Regions from separate parts of the Mus musculus genome. Here all the other regions are linked to region 1. The links are chromatin contacts, called in public promoter capture Hi-C maps. All regions are on one chromosome and are shown on one strand. Each heading gives the region's core, a stretch centred on a gene start, on an enhancer-like site or on the middle of the called end of the contact. The rest is flanking DNA. Distances are from core to core; before and after follow the strand shown. Region 1 holds the start of Etfb (electron transferring flavoprotein, beta polypeptide). Region 2 holds the start of Mzf1 (myeloid zinc finger 1). Region 3 holds the start of Hif3a (hypoxia inducible factor 3, alpha subunit). Region 4 holds the start of Zik1 (zinc finger protein interacting with K protein 1).

The links. Promoter capture Hi-C pulls out the DNA fragments that hold promoters and counts their contacts.
Region 2: a promoter capture Hi-C map of pre-B cells shows a contact between it and region 1. The contact joins the promoter of Mzf1 here to the promoter of Etfb in region 1. A contact is called at or near these places in 4 of 39 promoter capture datasets (cranial neural crest, maxillary cranial neural crest, pre-B cells and 1 more).
Region 3: a contact with region 1 is called in a promoter capture Hi-C map of cranial neural crest. The contact joins the promoter of Hif3a here to the promoter of Etfb in region 1. A contact is called at or near these places in 3 of 39 promoter capture datasets (the HPC-7 cell line, cranial neural crest and second pharyngeal arch cranial neural crest).
Region 4: a contact with region 1 is called in a promoter capture Hi-C map of second pharyngeal arch cranial neural crest. The contact joins the promoter of Zik1 here to the promoter of Etfb in region 1. A contact is called at or near these places in 4 of 39 promoter capture datasets (cranial neural crest, maxillary cranial neural crest, pre-B cells and 1 more).

Annotation. Positions count from the first base shown.
Region 1 is chr7:43,442,784-43,445,483 of GRCm38.p6, reverse strand. Etfb (electron transferring flavoprotein, beta polypeptide) reads right to left here and starts at 1,412. Exons shown (of 6, transcript NM_026695.3): 1 at 1,280-1,412. The coding sequence starts at 1,336. It overlaps Cldnd2 (claudin domain containing 2), which reads right to left. Exons shown (of 5, transcript NM_028849.1): 4 at 2,514-2,633; 5 at 2,164-2,267. The coding sequence ends at 2,194.
Region 2 is chr7:13,053,324-13,056,023 of GRCm38.p6, reverse strand. Mzf1 (myeloid zinc finger 1) reads left to right here and starts at 1,260. Exons shown (of 6, transcript NM_145819.2): 1 at 1,260-1,543.
Region 3 is chr7:17,061,094-17,063,793 of GRCm38.p6, reverse strand. Hif3a (hypoxia inducible factor 3, alpha subunit) reads left to right here and starts at 1,367. Exons shown (of 15, transcript NM_001162950.1): 1 at 1,367-1,438. The coding sequence starts at 1,413.
Region 4 is chr7:10,494,041-10,496,740 of GRCm38.p6, reverse strand. Zik1 (zinc finger protein interacting with K protein 1) reads left to right here and starts at 1,360. Exons shown (of 4, transcript NM_009577.3): 1 at 1,360-1,599; 2 at 2,213-2,251. The coding sequence starts at 2,219.

The DNA.
Region 1 (2,700 bases), core at 163-2,662:
AATTCCCATCAACACACACACACCCAAATAAATAAATAAATAAACAAACAAATTAATGGTGGTTGAGTTGCCCACAAACCCACATGTATCTCAATAAACCTGGAAGCACCATCTCTGTCACAGGCTGTTAGAAGCCACCTCAAGCCAACCCGTTTTCTCTCTAGCAAACAGGCAGAGAGTCAGACTTGCCCAGACTCCTGATTCTTGCTGCTTACCCAGCTTGGGGGCAGGGGGCAGGCATCTGGCAAGTAACAGGGCCTCCACGGGCCTGGGTTTCCTCAACCACCCTGTTCGATTGAGAGTACAGAAGCTGTACAAAGGGATCAATCTCTGTACAGGAATTATATCTGCTGGTGCTTTGTGCCGACTTCCATGTGTGCTGTCTGGGTCATGGACATTAAGTCTGAGTCTGTCTCCTGAATCCTTCTTGTCTCATTCCTCAACTGCGGTACGTAGATGGTGGTATTAAATGATATAGCCCGTTTTTACCTATCTCAGAGGGTCTCTTGGGTGCATCTTCCTTATGCTAGGAAATTTGAAGGACACAAAGGGGGATCACAGGACAATGGGGACAGACAAACATGAATTGCCACCATCTTTTTTTCAGTACAGATTAGGCTAAGCATTGAGAGACTGGCCTGGGAACCCAGTCTGATTCAATGCTGGCTACAGCAGCTTCTCTCTGAGGAGAACCCAGGGCCTCAGGGGTGCTGCCCTCAGACTGCTCACGGACACTCCAAAGTCTTAGTTAAGCTGGCTCCTTTGAACTTGCTTCTCCAGCAAGCACAGGTCTCCTTCCCTTCCTAAATAAAAAACTGTCGACAAGCATCCCATGGCTATATGGGTGAGGCGCTTTCTGAGTCCCATGGAACCAGATGGCTCTCCATGTGGCTGTACATTTAGAGCAGACAGTGCAGCCTGCAAGGTAATGAGTGATGAAACCGCAGGCCCCACATAGAATTCTCTATTCTGATTCTCTCTTGCTAAGTGCCAGTTTTGTGCCTCAGTTTCTCCACGTGTTAAATAGGGACCATGACTCCTCCAGCCCACAGTTATCAAGGGACTGAGAGAGAGGGGAAAAGGGTCGTCACCTCAGAAGGATCTGATTGTCAAAATCTCACAGCCCTTGATTTTTGCTCCAAGTATGACTGACGTCGGGTCAAAGGGCAATAGAAATTGACTTTTGAAAGGTTCTCTTATGTGGGGCACGCTCCTGCTCTTGGACGTTCATAGCTGCGGTCTCAGGGTGCTGGGACCTAGTCGGGGTGGGGAAAGTCACCTTCACAGCGAAGTCGATGACCCTCTTGACAGCCACGAGCGCGCGCAGCTCCGCCATCTTCCTGCAGCAGTCACTGGCCGGGTCAGGTTGCTCCTAATCCAGATAGTCACACACTCCGCCCCGTATCTGTCTCTGCGCCTGCGCGCCGCAACACCGACCAATCAACCGTCGCACAACTCAGAAAAAGCCAATAGGAAGCGGAATTCAGGGAGAGGCGGGGTCCACGGCGGACCGCTGGGTGGAGGGGGCGTTGCACAGAAGTAGGGGAAAGGGCATTCCTAGGAGTGAAGTTTGCTGAGGGCTTATTTATCCTAATGCTCTCCTCGTAACTCCTGTTGTCCCCAGATCTGCAATTCACTTCTAGATCCCTCCTTTCTCAGCACTCCAAGCCCCCATGTCTGTGTTCCCACGCGCACCCTGTGCCTTTTTTCCTACGCCCCCAAGGCCTTCCTTCACTTGCTTGCCGCCGCATTCTTTCTGCAGATTCCCTCCTTATCCTTGCGTCTACACTTTACTTCCTTGTGATTTTCCCGTGTCCGCTCATCCCCACCTCCTCCCGCGACTGCGTGCTTTATGACTCTCCCGAGTCCCATATTCTCTCCCCGTGCATTCCCCGGGTGCGCTCGTCCCCGCCCCTTCTTCTACGCCTACATCCGCTAGGACTACCCGGTGTCAGCTTGTCCCTACACCCTCTCCCTGCTTCCGCATCTGCAAATCCCCAGGGTACACACCTCGTTACAGGGTTCAAGTCTCCGTTCCTACCCTCCCACATTCCTTCTGACCTCCTTAACTCTCTACAAGCCACTTTATCCGTGTCTCTGTAGTCTCCAAGCTTCTGTCTCTACGTTCCGCAGAAAAGCACGCAGGGGCGAGGCTAAAAGCCATTCCTTTATTCTGCCCCAGGCAGGCCGCATTCATAGGCATACCGGGAATCCGCTGATGGCTTCGGTGCTCTGCAAGATCATGTCGGCAAGCAGAAAGCAGAAGCCTGGCAGGAAGGGAGTACAGAGCCCGGGGAAGGAAGGTGGGCTATGGGGCGGATGATCTGGCCTGCCTGGGAGCTAGGGATGGGGGTTCCAAGGGCGTTTCCATCGGGTGTCTTGGAGTGCAGGGGCGGGGAAGTCACTGGAAGTTATTGTGGACTTTGCTAGGAAGAATAGGTGACTGGGAAGTTTCTGGGGAGGGGAGTCCTCTAGAGGGGTAGTCTCCACCCTCTTCCCCTCGTGCTGGTTACCCGCAATAAACAAGAAGGGTAAAGCCAACCATCCGAAAAAGTAGGACCAGGAGAAGAAGACTTCTGGCTTCCAGGCATTCTTTGAAGTGTATACGGCCAAGGCAATCAGCAGCAGCAACCCTGGGCCACGCCCACCCGTCAGGTGAGCGTGGCCAGGTAGAAGCTGCACCCAAGCCCACCCCTCAGA
Region 2 (2,700 bases), core at 11-2,510, about 30 Mb after region 1:
TCTGGCTTCCACTACCTCAAGGAAAACAGAAAGGTAGCAAAAGGTAGTTTCAGGAAGATGCAACAAATGAATCTAAATGAATCTGAAATAAAACAAAAGGTTAGGTGTAGGGATAAAGAGATATTTAGCTACCTTCCAGGTGATGGCTGGGCAGAACTCATTTGCAACCTGTCAGCTTCTTTTTTTGTTTGTTTGTTTGTTTTGTTTTGTTTTGTTTTCCAAGACAGGATTTCTCTGTATAGCCCTGGCTGTCCTGGAACTCACTCTGTAGACCAGGCTGGCCTCGAACTCAGAAATCCGCCTTCCTCTGCCTCTCAAGTGCTGGGATTAAAGGTGTGCGCCACCACGCCCGGCTACCTGTCAGCTTCTTGTAAGTCAATTTCTACCAGAATAGTGTTACGACTTCAATCACAGATTTAAAAAATGGGGGAGGAGAGGTAATGTTTAAGTAGTCAGGTGTCGCAATATTGTTTGGTAAATGATGCTAGGAAACTAGAGGACTGGTCCCCGTCCTCTTTCTGGTGTGTTGTCATTTTTTGTGTGAGTTTTCTCTGAAAATGTTTCCCCCACACGCACATCTAATTTTTTGTTGCCATCCCTCAGTCTTTGAAACCTATCAGTCCGTTTTACCGTATCTCTATTAACATCTTTACTATATCTCTAATTTCTCCCCACTTACCTTTGTACTCTGGGTTGGCCCCTAGAGTTTCGATGTCTCACTTTCCTAATCCCAATCCCTTTCTGCTTCTCTCTTCTTCCTAAATTTTCTGACATGACTCAGGTTCTAACTCTGATTCTAATGACTAACCCTCCCCCCTTTTCATTCATACCTATGTGTGTTCACTTATATTCAGTCTCTCCTAGCATCCAGTCTCCCCCTCACAATTTTCCCACCCCTCTCATCCTCTCCCCCGACTCTGTATGGGGCTATCTCTGCCTTCCTGTATAGACATCTCGTTGGGTATTTGTGTCCCTGTCCCTTCCCCTTGGCTTCGCCACAGATCCTGACCTTTCTTAAACCAAGTAGTGCGGTCGTTACCTAGGATACCACCAGGTTTGGTCCCTTAGTTACCATGGAGTCCCGCTCACTCCTACCCACCGCGCAGAAATACAAAAGAGATCCGGTGGTGCTGCGTTTGCGCACCCACACAGCACCCTCCAAACTACGACTCCCAGAAAGCATTTTGCTAAGCCTTTCTTTCAGTGGTTCCGCAGGTAGCCCAGCGGACGCTCTTTTTCGAACCCGTCGTTGCCATGGAGACGGGGAGACGGCGTCCTAGTGAGAGCGGTGATTGGTGCAGAACCCTGCAAATCCCTGGAAGGCCGGTAGAGAACTGACATTTAAAAAAAAAAAAAAAAAAAAAAAGTGGTGGGGGCATGCGCAGTCTGGAAGGTGGTGCTTGAATCCGTTGCCCCCCGAGAGGATTGTGCACGTCGTCGGGGCCCTGACGCCTGAATTCGTGGCCGGGAGTGTGGGAAGAGACGTCCAGGAGTGCGAGCTGATTATTGCAACCAGCGCAATCCCCTAGGGACGGGAAGAAGGGTAGAAACGGAGGCTGGGGTGGGGGAAGGGCAGAAGGGCTTGGAGCTGCGCGCAAAGCAGTCTGGGATATGTAGTTTGATATGGAGCAAGCGAACGAGAGTGCGCATGTTCACGAGGGCACAGCCTCCCTCGGAGCATTGAAGGAAGGCTGGGAGTCCCTTCACCTCAAGGCCTAGGGAGGAGTCTGGGTAGAGTGGACTCTGGGATTCCAGCTGTCTAGCTAGACCCGGAGCGCCGGTAGGGGGTCCAGGAACTCCCAGCAAACCGGCCCTGTGCTGACGCGCTACCGCGCTGATCGCCACAGGTGCCACGGCGACCGGACACATTGGCACCCTAAAGCGAGGATGCTCACTTAGACTTCTGGGAAATGTATTTCCGGAACCTCTTCTTGCTTTATGGCTGTTCCAAGTTTCTCTCAGGGTTTCGAGTTGACTTAGCACCCTAAAGAGCAGAGGTGTAACCCACAGAAATCAAGCTGCCTCTAAGCTGATGCCACTGCAATAGTAAATTTAGATTTTCACAAAGTCCCAGTTGCAGAAAGTATCATGGGAGAAGTCAGTCCTTTTTACAAGTGAGGAAACTATAGCTGACATAGGCACAGCAAAAGTAGTACCCTTGCAGACTGTTGGTCTAATGAGTTGAGAGCCTTTAAGGGTACCCAGAAGTCCCAGTCACCTCCCAACCAACTAAACTAGAGAGCTGAAGACTTGTATCGCTGTTGGATGTGATGAGTTGGCTTCTGGTATTGGAGATATATGGAAACCTGTTGGCCTGAGAGAAGCTGAGATGGGGGATTGGGTGGAGTAGGGCTGTCCCCTTGATACCACATTGGGAAAGGAATGTTGGGGCCTGAGAGAGAGGCCAAGTCCAAGACTGGGTAGAAAACATTAAGGGACTTGTTTGTTCCACCGCAAAAGGCTGTCCACAGGGACTCTTATTGGGAGTCCAGGAGGAGGCAGCAGTGGTACTGATGTCTGGGTGCAAGTAGAGATGCAGCTATAGAAAAGAATAGGATGTAGGGAAGAGAAATGTTTCTAAGCTTAAGCAACAGCCTGTATTTAGAACAGAGTAAGCTACCAGACACTATATAGGCCCGGCGGAAATGAGGTCTACAAAGCACATGGCTCATATAGAGTTCCCACGGATCTCTGGGGTGT
Region 3 (2,700 bases), core at 118-2,617, about 26 Mb after region 1:
GCATAATGGTACACACCTGTAATCCACTTGGAAGGTGAAGGCAGGAGGATAGAAGTTCAAGGCCAGCTCTTGCTGGCCAGTCTTGACGGGGTTACATGAGACCCCATCTGAAAATAAAATGGAGAAGAGGAGGAAGAAAGAGGAAGGAGAAAGAAGAGGAGAAGGAAGATGGAGAAGAGAAGGCAATGGGAGGAGACAGCTTACTATTTTCCTGAGTTGAGGTGGGGAGCCATGTGGATTTTTAGAGGAGAATTTTTTTAAGTTTTTTATTACATTTTACGTGTGGTGTGTGTATGTGTGTGTGTGTGTGTGTGTGTGTGTGTGTGTGCGCGCGTGCGCGCAGATAAATCAAAGACCTTGCCTTCCACGATGTGGGGGGAGGGGGGAGGGCCTGGGGATTGAACACTGGTCTTCAGGGTTGGCAGCAAGGGCCTTAAACCTGGAGCCAACCGTCTAGCCGAGAAGAGCACTCTAAAGAGAGTGCGCAGTTATGTGTGAAAGTCCTAAGATGGAGCTTGCCCAATAACTCAAAAACAATAAATCCATTTCTGCCGCAGTGTAGAGTGTACCCAAACCTGCATACGGAAGGAACACTGCTCCTTCACCCCTGTCCTTAGTGTCCACGCCCTCTCCAGCCTACACAGGAACTTCCTTCCTCTTCCTTACCCAGCTGTACCGTCTTCCACCTGTCCATGTCACTGCGCACGTATCTCTCATCGGTTCTCTGTTCCCTTTACAAGTGGGTGTGATGAAGCTAAAGCATATTTACTTGACAGAAGCTTAATTATTCATCCGCAGGAACCTGCACAGGGAGTTAAGAGAGGCCACGGGTCAGGATGGGGTGGAGACGGGTGGACAAGGAAGATTCTGGGAGGCGGGGTCCACAGTGGGGCCACACAGTGGAGGGACATGGGGTATGGCAAAGAAAGGGGTTATGAAATACAGGTGAAGTAGAGTTCGGGGTGGAGAGAAGTGGGGACTTGGTACGTCAAGAAAAGGACAGAGCGGGAGAAAGGAGAGGGGGTTGGGAAAGGTGGGAGTGAAGGCAGAGACTGCGACAGGAACTGGGACACAGAGAACAGTGAATCAGATGGTTCAGAAGTGTACATATGGAAGTTCAGAGACTGGAGGGAAATCACGCCCGGCGGGCTCCGGACTGCCAAGGAAGTCTGGGGCAGGGGCGTGGCTGGGGGTGTGCATTACATCGGATTCCCCAACCCCTTGAAGTTCCAAGTCTTCTCCTTTAGTCCCTCCTCCTTCTCGGGAGCAACAAGCCCACCTTCCAATCAGAGCCGCGGGCTGGGCAAAGACCAGCCAATGGAGTGGCAGAGGTGGAGCTGGGGAGGGGGCTCACACAGGCAGGGGAGGGGGACGCTGGGCATCGAGGGCTCTGGAACCGCGAAGGGCGAGCCATGGCGTTGGGGCTGCAGCGCGTGAGGTACAGGGCTTCGGGGATAGGATGGTGGGGTCTGGGGGCTCTCTTTGACGGAGCTTTAAGGGAACCCCTCATCTCTGGGGTGTGGCTCAAGTTGAGGACACTGTGAGGCGCCCGATTGGGGACACATCCCGATGCACCCTCCACCTTAGAGGTTTTCAGGGTATCAGGGATTTACCCCCAGAGCTCCAGCTGTCCCGCCCCCCTCCCCTGGAACTGCTTTGGGGTTATGAGCTGCAATTTCCAGATACATCGGGTTCAATCCTCCATCTGGCTGGGGGTGAAACTCCAAGTTCCTTATGGATTGGAGGTGGTCGCGTTTGAGCAAGGAAGACTTCTTCCAAAAAAGTCTTTTCCTCCAAATCCCTGAAAGGAGTCTTCCTTGGCAGTCTAGCTCTTGTGGTGTTAATAAGGGATCCCCAAACTGGAGTTTCTAGGGAGTCCCTGAAAGACACTATTTCTGAATTCCAGGAGAGAGGTTAATTTTACCATGCCCTTTCTAACAGTCTCCCAAGCTTCAAAATGCTCTAAAATGACATGGGGATAGGGAGGTCCTCATTAGAGGCTGTGTGGGACCTAACCAAGGTCTTTTTGCCTTTCAAAGAGTGGAATGATAGCTGGGGAAGGAGATTCATGCCTGTAAACCCAGCACTTGGAAAGCTATAGGAGATTGATGCTTTCAAAGCCAGCCTGGCCTACATGGCAAGTTCCAGACCAGCTTTGGTCTACATTTTCTTGTCTCAAAAAACAGCATTAAATAAGTAGGGTCGCTCCTTTTCAGTACCAACAGAACAAATCTGAGCCACTTCCTGCGATCTGGTTCTGTGTCAATTTCATCTGCCTGGACCCAGTCTGTAATTGAGGGAGGAGGGCCCCACCCAAACCCTATTTGAGAGACATCCTTCCGAAAGATGCCCTGGCTAATCAAGGGAAGGCAGCGCCCTCCTGTGGCTGGACACAGCTGGGGTTATCCTAGGAAGAAGCGGGTTCTGTGTTCACCTTGCAACAGGTGCAGAGGCTTTGGGACCATAGCCAGTGGAGCCCATTTCGCCAGGTTGCCACGGGAGACCCCAGAAAAATTTCCTAGACTCTTGGTATTCCCTGTCTAAATTGGGGCATCCCTCAAGCCTCACCCCTGTCCCTCCTCCCTGGCTTCCGAGATCTGATTGGTTTTTCTCTACACCCAGTTTTTACCCCCTACCTCAACCCACCCAGGCTCGCCCTTTTTCTGGCCCTGTCTGGCCCATCTATTCCAACTTCTGGCC
Region 4 (2,700 bases), core at 111-2,610, about 33 Mb after region 1:
TAACTGTGAGATTGAAACATTCCATTCTTAAGTAGGCAGTTGAGACAATGCAAAATAGCTTCAGAAAGTGCCCCCCCCCAAAAATGAGATTTTCAAGGCACATTTTTCCTTAATAAACCAAGCTGCAAAGAAGACTGCGTCCAGACCAGTTAGTTTCCTAGAAGTAGTAGAAAGCTCAGCTAGCCACTTGGAAATTTAGACAACTGAGTATCATTGAAAAGACACTCCAACCTGTTCAATTGACTTTCACTGTTGGTATTTGTTGATATTTTAGTTTGACTCATGCTCTGTAACCATGCTAGCCCAGAACTAATAATTCTCTTCCCTCTGGCATCCTTTGTAGGAATTGCATGGTGTACATCAGCATGAGTTACAACTTTAGCTATCTCTGGTCCTGAGATTGATGGATGCCAAATATACAAATACAGACAAACACAAAACTTTTCATATGCTAGGAGTTTAAGATTTGCTTGAACTCTGTTTAACTTTGTCTTTTTTGTAGTTGTGTACAAGAGTTACATTTAGTTTATGGCCAGTTGGTGGCTGCTGCTCTCTACCTCTATAAGCGGCGCCCTCAGGAGAGGGCGAGTTGCAGAACTTGCTGGCCTCACACAGATCCTGATTTCTTTTTTTTCCTGGAGAGGCAATTTCTGCTTTTTATTGATATTCAGGCTAGTCAGCCAACTTTCTAGCTACCGGACAGATCTAGTTGAAGCTTAAGGAGCTGTGTGTGTTCTCTTAGGGCAACACTGAAGAAGAGGCAAATCAAGTGCCATAGGAGTGGTATTAGAATACAAAGGGAGGGGGTATTTAAGCAGACAACAGGGAAATGTAGGAGTCACTATGGATTTAAATTCGACTCCCTGCAAGTGGCTTCCAACAGTGGACTAGGAGGCCAAGTGCCCTGAGCTAGTTCAAGAGGCTAGGCATGGGCTCTCCATCGGATGTCTGCCCAGCATTTGGGTACACATGGAGAAATCCCGCAGTTCCCCCGGAGTTTGAGTTCATCTATACAACCACAGCCTCTTTTGACCTCCAGTCTAGCATCCTTGTATTCTGTTTGCCCCCAAGTTGGAAAACACTGGGGTGGGTGGCCCCAGACTATGGCCGAGGACTTCAGAAAAGAAGACAGATGAAAAGGGTTGTTTGCTAGCGTACATGGCGCTTCCCAGCACACATCCCTTTTGGCCTTTGTTCCAGGTGATGAAGTTGCACAGCTTCCCCACCCACAGACGCATATCTGAAGGAACTACGTTACCCAGAATGCACTATCCACAGAGAGAGGAGCATGAGCCAATGAGAATTTAGGATAGTACCATCTTCGGGTTTGGCTGGAGGAATGGGGCGGGATTTCCGGCTGCGCTCTGTGGCGCTCATTTTAGCGGTTTTTGGGTCCCTCCTTCCAGATCGTGTGCAAGACCCCTTTGTCCAGAGGTGTACGGATCGAAGAATCTCAAAGGAGCGGTTCTAAGGGCGTAATATTCATCGCAGCCCCGGCACTGACAGTGGCAGTATTGTCCAGGTCCCTCGTCCCCGTTTCCCCGTTGTCTGCGCTCGCTTACTTGGATGGCTGTGCCCACGCTCATGCACCAGGCTTAGGTAAGTGGTGCGACATTTGTGGCTCCCTTGTCCTCGCCACTTATCTTGCAGAGTCGGAATTAGGGAGTCCCCTTAAGTCGCTACTCCCCAGATCCCTGTATTAGTAGGAGTACGTGATTCGGCTTTTCTATTTGCAAAGCTACAATGAGGAGGCGGAGTGGTACAGCCAGGGCCATAGTGTGTGTAATTTCTTGGAGCGACGCTGAAGTGTGGACTATTTAGGCCCGTAATAATGAGATGAAGTGTTGTACCATTTTCCCCATGACAGGAATTCGTGTTATGGAAAAACTACACAGACTTGAGTGTGGGTTTTAGGGTTTCCAAAAAGCTGCTGCTCGTGATGAGAGTATGTATGTATATATGTATGTATATTCTCATCTCAGCTAGTTCTTGGACCACCCTAGGGTTTTCCAACCTGGGAGTTGTGTGGAGATATATTATAGGCCAGTTGAGTCATTGTTCAAGGGTCCATAAGTAAGCACAAGCACTGAGGATTTAGGATCAGATGTAACGAGGGCATCCCTATGTCACTTTGCTCCGGGTTGGGAGAGGGTATAGGAAAACCTAAAGCTTTGGGTCCCTGCCATCATTCATAACATCTCTCATCTCACAGGTGTCCATGACTGCAGAAATGGATATGGCCCTCATGCAGGTGAGGAGAATATGTCCTAGGCTGTCACTGAGATATTTGTCTTGAGTCAAAGGGGCCTTAACAAATTGAAGATTGGAGTAGTTCCTTTTGGTAACAAACAATAGAATGTGATCTGTAAGGTTGACGCAGGCATTGATTGGCATGTGTAAATGTTTGGAGATGAGGCTCATGTGGTTCATAGAACCCCAAGTGTTTTCTTCTGAGGGAAGTGAAAGCAGCAGGGCAGGATTCAGATCTGGAATGAATCTCAGCGTTCTGCTTTAGAGTGATGAGAGTAATTCAACATTTAGGGAAAGGAAAGGGAAGAGGAGGGAGGTGATCTAATCTTAGTCACATAAGCCTCCATGTTTCTGTGGCATGGAGAACCCAGTTATTGTGAGGAAGTCAATAAGACCATGGGGGAAGCTGCCATAATAGTTTGGGAAAGTGTTAGCAGTGATTACACCAGG